Regions from separate parts of the Canis lupus genome. Here all the other regions are linked to region 1. A link is a contact called in public Hi-C data. All regions are on one chromosome and are shown on one strand. Each heading gives the region's core, a stretch centred on a gene start, on an enhancer-like site or on the middle of the called end of the contact. The rest is flanking DNA. Distances are from core to core; before and after follow the strand shown. Region 1 has its middle 150 kb from the start of FOXN2. Region 2 overlaps LOC111097744 (a long non-coding RNA gene). Region 3 has its middle 19 kb from the start of PPP1R21.

Region 1 (3,845 bases), core at 1,076-3,575:
TCTTCAGATTTTCTGCATAGACAATCATGTCATTTGCAAAGACAGTTTTATTTCTTCTTTATATAAATATGTATTTATATAAAAATACATTTTAGGGGATCCCTGGGTGGCTCAGCGATTTGGCGCCTGCCTTCAGCCCGGGGCATGATCCTGGAGTCCCGGAATCAAGTCCCACGTCAGGCTCCCTGCATGGAGCCTGCTTCTCCCTCTGCCTGTGTCTCTGCCTCTCTCTCTCTCTTTGTCTCTCATGAATAAATAAAATAAAATCTTTTTTAAAGATGAAAAAATATATTTTATTTATTTTTAATTTTTCATTTTATGTTTATTTTTATATCAATATATTTATGTAAAATATATAAATTTCTTCTTTATATAAATATACATACATATATACATATTTTTTTCCTTTTCTTGTCTTGTCTTGTTGCATTAGCTAAGACTCCAGTATGATATTGAAAAGGAATGCATGAGAGGGGACCACCTTGCTTTGTTCCTGATCTTAGTGGGAAAGCTTTGCATTGATCACCATTAAGTATAATGTTAGCTGTAGGTTTTTGTGGTTTTCTTTATCAAGTTGAGGAAGTTTCCTTCTATTTCTAATTTACTGAAAGTTTTTATCACGAATATGTTTGATTTTGTCCGCATCTATTGTATGGTCATGTGATTTATTCTTCTTTAACCTATTGATGTGATTTATTACATTCATTGATTTTTGAATGTTTAACTAGCTTTGCATGCCTGATATAAATTCCACCTAGTTGTATAATATTTTTCTTTTTTACATTGTTGGATTTGATTGCCAACATTTGGTTGAGGATTTTTGCATCTATGTTAATGAGAGAGATTAGTCTAACAGATACTGTGTCTAACAGAAATTAGTATAAACGCTCACCAATAGACGAGAACACTCCTATGAGGTAGTCAGAGTAACCAAAATCATGGAGACAGAAAGTAGAATGGTGGCTACCAGAGACTGGAGGAAGGAGGGAAGAGAAAGTGTTGAATAGGTATAGAGTTTGTTTTATAAGATGAAAAGAGCTATGAAATGAATTTTGGTGATAGTTGCACAAAATTATGAGTGCATTTAATACCACTGACCTGCACACTTAAAAATGGGTAAGGTGAAAAAAAAAATGGGTAAGGTGGTAAATTTTATGTTAATCACAATAAAAATTTTGAAAAAAAAAAAAGAGAGAGAGATAGTAGAATGTTCAGAGAAGCACTATTTATAATAGCCCTCCAACAGGCAATTACCTAAATATCCAACTGTAGAGTGAATAAATTGTATATTCACACAGTGAAACACTATACAGCAAGTGGAAAGCACAAAGTATTGCTATACGTAAAAACATGATGTTTAGTGAAAGAAGCCAGAGATGAAAGAGTACATATTCTATGATTCCGCTTACATTAAGTATAAAAATAGCAAATTTGAGCAAAAATGAATTTGTGCTCTTATAAGTCAGGCAAGTATGTACCCTGGTGGAAAGGGGAGGGAAGGATTAGCGATTGGAGGAGGGCATGAGGGGCCCTGGGACACTGGTAGTGTTCTTTTCTTGGTCTAGGTGTTGGGATGTTTAGCCTGAAAGTTCAATGTAGTATATAAATTATGCCTCAATAAAAAAATCAAGGCAACAAATTTAAAAATAAAAAATTGGTTTCAATAAAACCTCTACTTTACAGATGTGGATATTGAGGGTTGGAAAGGTTAAATGATATAGGCCTTGTCACCTGATTGTCAAGAAACAGAACTGAAAACCACCAAGGTGTGGGGGCTGTGTGCACTTTGTCTACACCTCAGAGTAACTGCTGGTTATTTCCCTAGGAGATTTGGAGGTTTTCGGTTTGTTTGTGTTGTTTTTCAGGGGCAGGGTGGGAGTGAGGAGTGGGAACCAGTGAAGAGGAAGTGGACCTATGAGCAACATATGTAAAGCACTTAGGCCAGAGCTCAGCACATAGTAGAACCTTAACAAACGCTACATTTACCTCACACACATCCCCCTTTCCAAGGAAATGAAATGGAGAGAATGTTGAAGAGTGCTGGTGGCTCTGGAGTAGACACTGCACGCTCCAGAACAGAGTGATTAGACTGATCGTAGGTTTGTGTTGAAAGCTCTGGTCTCCACTGCCAGGGTAACCTCTCCTGGGGATGAGCAAGTGAAGGGGCTTCTGATTTAGGCTAGTATTCCTTGCTGGTTATTTGTAGGGCAAGTGAGGACCTGACTTGAGCAGTAGAGACTCATTGTGGAAAGGGGGGGAGGGGTTCCTAATACCCTGATGTCCAAAAATAGTGTGTGTGTGTCTATGTGTGTGTGTGTCTGTGTGTGTAAGGAGGTGGACTCCTTTATGTGCTCTGCATTGACATTCTTGCTTGTTGCTTCTTTTGTGGCCTATGAGCCAACTTGGGCAGGTCAGGGTATACACACTGATTTCTGCTTAGACAAAAGACAGCCCTGTGCTCTGAGCTCCTCAGCACCCTTAGAAACCTGTGTTTTTTAGGTCTGGAGGCCAGTGTTGTCCTTTTACCCAGATGGGCCGCAAAGATTTTCCCGGGAAGCATTCCTGCCAGCCACGGATTTCACATCATGACAGCGACACCTTGTGGCCAAGGGTGAAAGTCCAGCCCGCCCCCCTCCGTATTGGCTCCGGGAGCGAGGGGAGGAGTTTAGGGAGGTTCCAGACCCTGCCCTTTATACACAGCTTCCAGGAGTCATTAATCCCTAGGCTGCCAGTTCCGCACAACTCAGGCCTTAATCATATCCTGTCCTGGGTTGCCCTCTGTTTCATGTGTAATCATTTAAAATCATTTTGTCTACCAAATTAGCCTAAGGTTTTGAGGCTAGGACTATTGGAATCACAGACCTTTTCAAGTCAGATGGGAATTTAGGGTCTTCTAATCTGACTCATGGGTTTTTCAGATGGGGAACAAAAATGCTGGGAGGTGACGGGAATTGCCCAGCTACTTAAAGGTGAGGTTTGGAACAGAGCCCAGATCTCCTGAACACTCTCAGTCCAGTGCTTTCCATGGCACCATGCTATTTCTTTGTGTCACGCACAGTATTTGCACACAGGGGGCCTAGCACACAGTGGGCACCCCATAAATACCATTTGACTGACAGATCATTGCCCTTGCTACCTACTTGCCACCAAACTGAGTTTTCAATTGTTATCTGGGCCATCTCCCACTTTTGGGCCTCTTGAGAATTCTGATGAATTAAAGTGGCCACTTTTGCTGTAGTAAGTCTCTGTCTTTTCCCATTTATAAAGCACACAGTGAGGATTCAAGGAAAGAAGTGAAAAAGAGATACAAAATTTAAAGTAAAAGTCCAAATCTCAGCATCCATTCAGACCAAGTGTCTACAGTGAACTCCATAGGCTCTATGCTCAGTGTTTCTCAAATTTCGAGTGCATCTAAATCTCTTGTTAAATCTTGTTTAAAAATCTTGTTAAAACACGTGTTAGGGGGACACCTGGGTGGCTCAGCAGTTAAGAGTCTGCCTTCAGCTCAGGGTGTGATCCTGGGGTCTTGGGATCGAGTCCCACGTTGGCTCCCTGTGAGGATCCTGCTTCTCCCTCTGCCTATGTCTCTGCCTCTCTGTGTGTGTGTCTCTCATTAATAAATAAATACAATCTTAAAAAAGAAAAACAAAACACATGTTATGATTCAGGAGGTCTGGGGTGGGACCTGAGCTTCTGCATTTTTTTAAAAAGACTTATTTATTTAAAAGGTAGGGGAGGCGCCGGGTACAGAGGGAAAGAGTCTTAAAGCACAGAGCTCTATATCAAGGCTTGATCTCCGGACCCTGAAATCAGGAACTGAGCTGAAACAAAGTCGGATGCTCAAT
Region 2 (3,574 bases), core at 607-3,106, 140 kb after region 1:
TCACCACTCAGATGTTATAGTCTGTTACTTGGAAAGGAAAAAGAAGTAGAATGCCTAGGTCGGACTGACCACATTATTTGTAGGACCCAGTGAAATATGAAAACATGGCACCTTGTTCAAAAAGCAGAAAAAGTGCCAATACACTGCAATGCTAAAGATACTAAAACACAAAACACTTTTCTTTCTTCTCTCTCATTTCTTCTTGATGTTTTAATTTGTTTACTTGCACAGGGATACTTTCAGGATGATGGCAGCTGCTCATAGGCACCTTAGGTCCCATTCCATGACTATGCACTCAACATCCACCAGCTGCCAGGTTCACATCTCTCTAGCTGCAGGACATACACGCTGTGCCCTGGTAGGGGCAGCAAATCAACCTCCCTTTGCATGGCCCATCACCCTAACCCATGGCAGACAGGCAACTCCCAGAAGGCTGCAATCTCCATACCTAAAATTTTTCTTGTGTAGCCCTCCCATGGAAAGCTTCCACTTTTTGTCCTGTGTCAATCTTGAAGTAGGAACCAGAACATATTCAGGAATCCCTTCAAAAGAAAATCCATCCATCAAATATTTATAGGCAATGTAGATTCTGCTGAAGAGTTTGTAAAGGAGCCACTGGAGGGTTTCATAAACCAGAGTGAATAGCATACAACTTTATCAATGCCCTCTTCCAATTTGTCTTCTTTTTCTAGTCTCATGAGGATGTGCGTGTGTGTGTGTGTGTGTGTGTGTGTGTAATAAAAGATTCATTTTCCCCTAAATGAACCAACTTCTAAATCTTCCTCTGTGCACCACTACTATTCTCTCCCTTTATTACTGCATTAGAACCAATCTGAACTATCGGCCTGAGAATGAGTGCCTCTTAGCCAATATGTAAGACCAGGCAGTCCCAGAAATAATGGCTATTTAGACATGAAAATTGTGTTCTGTGAACAGATGGAGTATGGCTGAGGTCTAGAAGGGGAACAGGGGAGGGCAACATGGGCACGACTGGTTCTTAGATGAGGAAACACGGACATCAGCTTAGAGCTGTATTTAGGACACTTGAGGGTTTCAGTGTAGCACGGAGGAGAAACTGAAAACAAAGAGAAGTTGAAAGAAAATGGAAAACTCCAACTCATGTAATCATTGGCTTTGTTAAATTACTGTCCATTTGCTTCATTTTTGTCCAAATAAGACAGTACAACAAACACACACACCAACTAATAACCACAAAATTTATCAGTTAATTCAACAAATATTTTTTGAGCATGTACTACTTGCCAAGCAGTGTTCTACATAACTAGGATATGTCAGAGAGCCACCTGGGTGGCTCAGTCGGTTGAGTGTCTGCCTTTAGCTTGGGTCATGATCTCAGGGTCCTGGGATCGAATTCCATGTTGGGCTCCCTGCTCGGTGGGGAGGCTGCTTCTTTCTTCCCCCCTTGTTGTGTTTCTCTCTCTCTCTCTCTCTCTCTCTCTCTCTCTCTCTCTCTCTCTCACACACACACACACACACACACAAATAAATAAAGTCTTTTAAAAAAAAGTATATGTCAGAGATCAAAAGAAAGACTGCTGTCCCTGTGAAACCTACATTGTTGTCAGGGAGCCAGACTTAACCAAAACATAATAAATAGGCTATCTAAGTGTGTGAGAAGATAATGTTGCTCTGGGAAAGATAAAGTATAATAGGGAGGGAAAGGGTATTAAGATTCTTGAGACATGGTTGGGGGTAATTGCAGTATCAAATTCGGAGGTCAAGGCAAGCCTCATTGTGAAAGTAAAATTTCAGCACGGACTTAAAGGAAGTGAGAGAGTTAGCTAAGCAGATATCTGGAAGAAGAATCCAGGCAGAAAGCAAAGGTCACAGGGCTGGGTGTGCCTGGCACTGTCAAGAAAGAGCAGGGAGGCCAATGGTGGCAGTGCTACACAGGGTTAGATCATGTAAAATGTGGTAGGATATTATAAGGACTTTGGCATTATTTTGAGTGAAATGAGGAAGCCACACAGTAGTTTTGAGATGAGGTTACCCAAACGGGCAGATTTTGAACGGACAGATTTTAAGAGGATCATTCTGGCTGCTGTGCTAAGGAAATACTGCTTAGGGGCAAGAAGAGAAATGTGTGTGTGTGTGGGATATTAGGAAGAATTAAAGCCATTCAGGTGAGAGAGGACTGTAGCTTTGAGCAGGGTGGTAGTGGTAAAGGTGAGGAGAAGAGATCAGATTCTTTTTTTTTTTTTTTAAGATTTATTTATTTATTTATTCATGAGAGACACAGAGAGAGAGAGAGAGAGAGGCAGAGACATAGGCAGAGGCAGAAGCAGGCTCCTGCGGGGAGCCTGATGTAGGACTCGATCCCCACATCTGGGATCACACCCTGAGCCACCCAGGCATCTGATGAGGTCAGATTCTAGACACATTTTAAAGGTATAAGAGAAAGAAAGGAGTCAAAGGTGACTTCAAGGTTTGGGGTTGCACAATCAAAGAGACAGAGTGAAGCAGCAACTGACCATAGTTAACTAAAAATGCCTAAGTCTAAATGCAAACTACTGTGGAACAAAAATTTATATTTGCTATAATATAACTTGGAATCTCTTTAATGCTGCTTTCCCTGAGCAATTACCTAATTTATCAAAAGTCAGTTTCACAACTGCAGTATTTAATTTTAAATAAACTCTATTTACTGGATACCCAACTGCTATAGATATAATTTGTTTTATTCTTCTAGCAGCGGAGAAGGAAACACACTTCTCTAGCTTTTCTTGCACAATCCTTTTGGGCAATTCCTAAAATTGAACTAGGTTGACTTTTTAGTTGTTGTTCATTTAAAAATAACAATAGAAGCTAGCATTTACTGAGCACTTATTATTCACCAGGCCATGTGTTCAATTGTTTCACATACATTGGCCTCATAGCACCCTTCTGAGGCTGGAATTGTACCATTCCACATGTCTTCATTTTAGACATGAAGACGCTGAGAAAATGTGGAAAAATTTTGCCTGGGCTAGTAAGTAGCAGAGCCAGAATTCTAACCCAAGTCTAAGCTTACAGCTTTTAAAAACTGTACAAACTGTCTCTCTACTCGACTGCTAAGGAGGGAGGGACTAGAAGGGATATGGAATTTATTCTATCCCTAAGAATTATTGAAGCTTTAGGCTTCCCTCTGTGTTGGTATATTCGGGCTGACATAACACCATACCGAAGACTGGGTGGCTTACAAAAAACAAGTATCTCATTCTCACAATTCTAGATGCTGGGAAGTCCCACCATTTGGTGTCTGGTGAGAACCCAATTCCCAGTTCATGGCTGGTCATCTTCTCACTGTAACCTCCCATGATGGAAGGGGCATATAAGTTCTGTGGGGTCTCTTCCATGAAGGCACTCATCCCATTCTGTACAACTCCCCTCTCATCACCTAATCACATATGAACTTGGGTGGCAGTGGTTGTGGGGGCAGATACAACATTCAATCTATAGCAGCCTCTTTTGTGTGTTTTTTTTTTTTAGTCTTTTTTTTTAAATTTTATTTATTTATTCATGAGAGACACACAGATTGAGAGAGGCAGAGACACAGACAGAGGGAGAAGCAGGC
Region 3 (3,804 bases), core at 1,242-3,741, 250 kb after region 1:
TCTCCTCTCCACCATGCACCTGGCCAGAAGGTCATAACTGACTCATAACTGGCTCACTGCCACATGACCTTGTTTCTTATTCTCAAATACATGGCTTTCAGGTGCTGTTCCCTATGCCTGGAATGGCTTTCCTTGCATCGCCCCCCAAATCTTCCACTAAACCTCAGAGCATCATGTATTGCTTTCTTTTTCTCACACCCCATATCCAGTCTGCCAAGGAATCCAGGTAAATTTTGGTATATCTACTTCAGAATACCACCGCCCCCCCCCCCCCCAAAAAAAAGAATACTCCCAGAATCTGCCTAGGACTTACTGTCTCCACTATGGCTAATCTCTGAGACTGTCCCTCACATCGATCATGACGCTAACTTCCTAAATGGCCCCCTGACTCCTGTCCTTGCCCTCCCACCCACTCATAGCCCGCTCTCAACACAGCAGCTAGAGTGACCTTCTTAACACGGAAGTCAGATCATGTCATACCCTGCACAAAACCATCCAAAGCAAGAGTGGGCTGAGAGGCACTCCTGCGCATGCTCTCTGTGTTTGGTGGTGTCACGTCAGTAGCTTAGAATTGGCGTGGTGTATTTACACCACAGAAATTGGCAAATGCTAAAAAAGCAAAACAAAACAAAACAAACAAAAAAACAGGGCTGCTGCTGCTGCTGCTTCTTTTTTTTTTCTTTTCCTCAGGGTAAGAGCTAAAGTTGTCATGATGGCCTGCAAGGCCTCTGAGGTCTGACCTTGTCTCCTACTCCTTCGCTCCAGCCACACTGGCCTCCCTCCCCTTCCTCACACATGCCAGCACCCCAGGGCCTGCGTATTCCTTCTCTTCCTGGAAGTCCTTGCTCAAATGTCACCTCCTCAATGAGGCTTACCTGACTTCTTCACCATAAATGCCAACCCCGACCTTAGCTGTTCTACTTCCCCCCACAGCATTCTAACTACTATAGAATTTACTTATTGCTTCTGTTTATTATTTATAGTCTGGGCCCCCCTCCCCACTCCGAATGCCCTCTCCACGAGGGCAGGCATTGGACTCTTTTCTCCATGGATGTGATCCAGTGCCCGGCTCCCAGAAGGCCCTCAGTAAGCATCTCTTGGCTGACTGACTGACCGAATCTCCAAACGCCTACCTCCTCTCTAATAAACCTTCCCTAAGCTTTGTGCTCTCCTTCTCTCCATCCATAATTTGTCCTGATTCTTTTCCTCCACATTATACCTGCAGCTCTGAAGTGCTTCTGCGATATCATGATGATTCTCTTAGGACTGCCTCCCCCACTGGATGGCACCTCCAGCACCTCTGCCTACACGCGACCCCCACTGCAAGCTGTTAACTGAGCACATGCGTGTACACATGAATGGTAGGCAGAACACGATCCTCACACAGATTCATCTTCTCATCTGGAGGCCCCCCTCCCCCGTGATGGTGCTGCTGGGAAGGCCTGAGGCAGGGAAGGATGGATGGGGAGCGATCATGGAGCAGCACTGAGTGCGGGGTCAGAAGGGAGTCTTCTGTGCTCTGAGCTCTGAGTAGACGGGGTTATGATTTCTTTCTATTCTGCTCTTCACACTCTCCCTCTCCCCGGCTGTTTCTCTCACCTTTCAAACCTCTGATTTTTGGGATCCCTGGGTGGCACAGCGGTTTAGCGCCTGCCTTTGGCCCAGGGTGCGATCCTGGAGACCTGGGATCGAATCCCATGTCAGGCTCCCGGTGCATGGAGCCTGCTTCTCCCTCTGCCTGTGTCTCTGCCTCTCTCTCTCTCTCTCACTGTGTGCCTATCATAAATAAAAAATAAAAAATAAACAAACCTCTGATTTTTGATCCCAGGCTAAGTAGGGTCAGCTTTAAGTACAGGGAAAGAAGACAGCTGCCTCAGTGGTGTGATCCGGGGGCTTCAGGATAGTTCCTTGTCCCCACACACATTCTTCACTCTGGTGCCACTTTCCTTGGGTCCTTTTCTTCTTTTTCTTTCCGTTTTATTGAGATATACTTGACATACAGCAGTGAATAAGTTTAAGATGTACAGCATAATGACTTGACTTACACATCTTATGAAATGATCACCCAATTAGTTAAAATTTATCATCTCATAGATAAAAAAAAGTTTTAGATGTTTGTATGTTTTTTCTTGTGATGAGAACTCTTAGGATTTACTCTTTTAACTACTTCCAAACATATGTAACAGTGTTAGCCATAATCATTGTGTCATACATTATATCCTTGGTACTTATTTATCTTATAACTATAAGTTTGTGCCTTTTAACCACCTTCTCCAAATACCTGTCTCCCCACCCCCACCAGTTAACCATAAGTCTGATCTCTTTTTCTATGAGTTTGGGGCTTTCTTTTACTTTTTAGATTCCAAATTGTAGCAAAGTGGCCTAGAACCCACTGGTCTTTCAGCAAATGGCCAGACAGAGCTGAGGGCCCAGGACAATCAGCTCCCTGGGTTTGTAGAGCACAAGGCAGTTTAAAGCAGGTCCCAGCCTGGGATCTTCCCCACACAGAGGCTTCTGAAAGCTGCCTGTCAGTGGCCTCCCAGGGTGCTGAGAACCAGGGAGGGGTGAGGAGGAAGGCTTGTCTGTGCCAGCGAAGCCTTGTCCATGAAGGCCAGCTCCATTTCTGCTCTGGCTGCCTAGTCTCCCCAGGTCAACAAAGGGGCTGCACCGAGCTGAGAGGCATGATTCTCTCCTCTCCCAAACATCAAGTGAAGAAGAAAGGTCCACACCCTAACTGGAAGCCTCAAGGGACCACAGGATGTCCCAACACGTCCTGTAGAAGGACTTAGTAATTTTCCAGTTACTAATTTGCCTTACCTGTTCTGTTCAAACAGGCTAATTGTTTCCTCAAAAAGACTCAAGTGTAGTGGGATGAGGTCACCAGAGACGTGCCTAAACAATTAGAAACTCTGGTTATGGGCGCGCCAGAGGACTGGTTACCAGCTACTCAGACTGTTGGACTGATTTTATCTTTCCTAAATTCGGTGAGGACGCGCCTCCTGGTGGTGATATGCGATCATACTAGGCAGGAAGAATCGTGAGCCAAGTGACTCCTTCCTTCCCCGGGTAGGAAAGTTAAGTGGGCGTAGGTGCTGCTTTTGGAACGTTCTCTGGAGGTCATATTACTATTATTTCTCAATAACTATTGATTGGTTCAAATATGAAATAAGTGTGATTAATATAATCCTTTTATAGTTGTGATCTTTGGAAAATGTGAATTTTAATCAAAGCAAAAAATCTGCCAAGACAGAAAAGAAGGAAAATTGATCTCTGGTTTGATAAGAAAAGAGAACATAACTTGAGAGATTTCATATACTCTCTTTCACACTGTGGGTATTATATTCTCTGTTTAATTAGAACAGTTCTTTTTTTTACCTTTTTTTTTTTACTACAAGAAATTTCAAATATGTACAAAAATAGTACAGTGAATCCACATATACTCACTGCCTAGGTTCCAGAGCTATCAGGATTTTGGCACGGTCCCTTTTTATATCCCATTAAGGTTTTTTAGTTGCTTTCCCCCCTTAAATATTATAGCCTAGACATCATGTTACTGTACCCTAAATATTTCAGGATGCATTTCTAAAAACTGGGCATTTTCTTACATAAACACATGCCATTTTCACATCTAAAAATTCATAATCCCTTGGAGTCATCTACACGCCCATACAGTCCACATTTAAGTCTCCTCGAATATAAAACTCTCTTTTTGCAACAGTTTGTGAATCCAAGAAGTCCACGCACCACATTTGGTTGTTTGGTTCTCCCTCTCTCTTACTTTCTCTCCTTCTCTCAAGCTCCCTC

Evidence for each region. Hi-C and Micro-C count contacts between places; a contact is called where the count stands out from the background.
Region 2: a Hi-C map of blood shows a contact between it and region 1, with 3 times the contacts expected there. The contact joins two enhancer-like sites. A contact is called at or near these places in 3 of 9 Hi-C or Micro-C datasets (amygdala and blood).
Region 3: a contact with region 1 is called in a Hi-C map of blood, with 5 times the contacts expected there. The contact joins two enhancer-like sites. A contact is called at or near these places in 5 of 9 Hi-C or Micro-C datasets (amygdala and blood).

What each region holds. Positions count from the first base shown.
Region 1 is chr10:51,131,011-51,134,855 of UU_Cfam_GSD_1.0, forward strand. No RefSeq gene overlaps it. Among named protein-coding and RNA genes, the nearest start is that of FOXN2, 150 kb to the right of the region's middle. Within about 2 kb of position 2,326, at least 8 of the 20 cell types and tissues checked have an H3K27ac peak or open chromatin away from gene starts, as enhancers often do. A contact at or near this core is called in blood, where this site is marked.
Region 2 is chr10:51,266,710-51,270,283 of UU_Cfam_GSD_1.0, forward strand. The region is part of intron 2 of LOC111097744 (a long non-coding RNA gene); the gene reads right to left. Among named protein-coding and RNA genes, the nearest start is that of FOXN2, 12 kb to the right of the region's middle. Within about 2 kb of position 1,857, at least 6 of the 20 cell types and tissues checked have an H3K27ac peak or open chromatin away from gene starts, as enhancers often do. A contact at or near this core is called in blood, where this site is marked.
Region 3 is chr10:51,384,225-51,388,028 of UU_Cfam_GSD_1.0, forward strand. No RefSeq gene overlaps it. Among named protein-coding and RNA genes, the nearest start is that of PPP1R21, 19 kb to the right of the region's middle. Within about 2 kb of position 2,492, at least 7 of the 20 cell types and tissues checked have an H3K27ac peak or open chromatin away from gene starts, as enhancers often do. A contact at or near this core is called in blood, where this site is marked.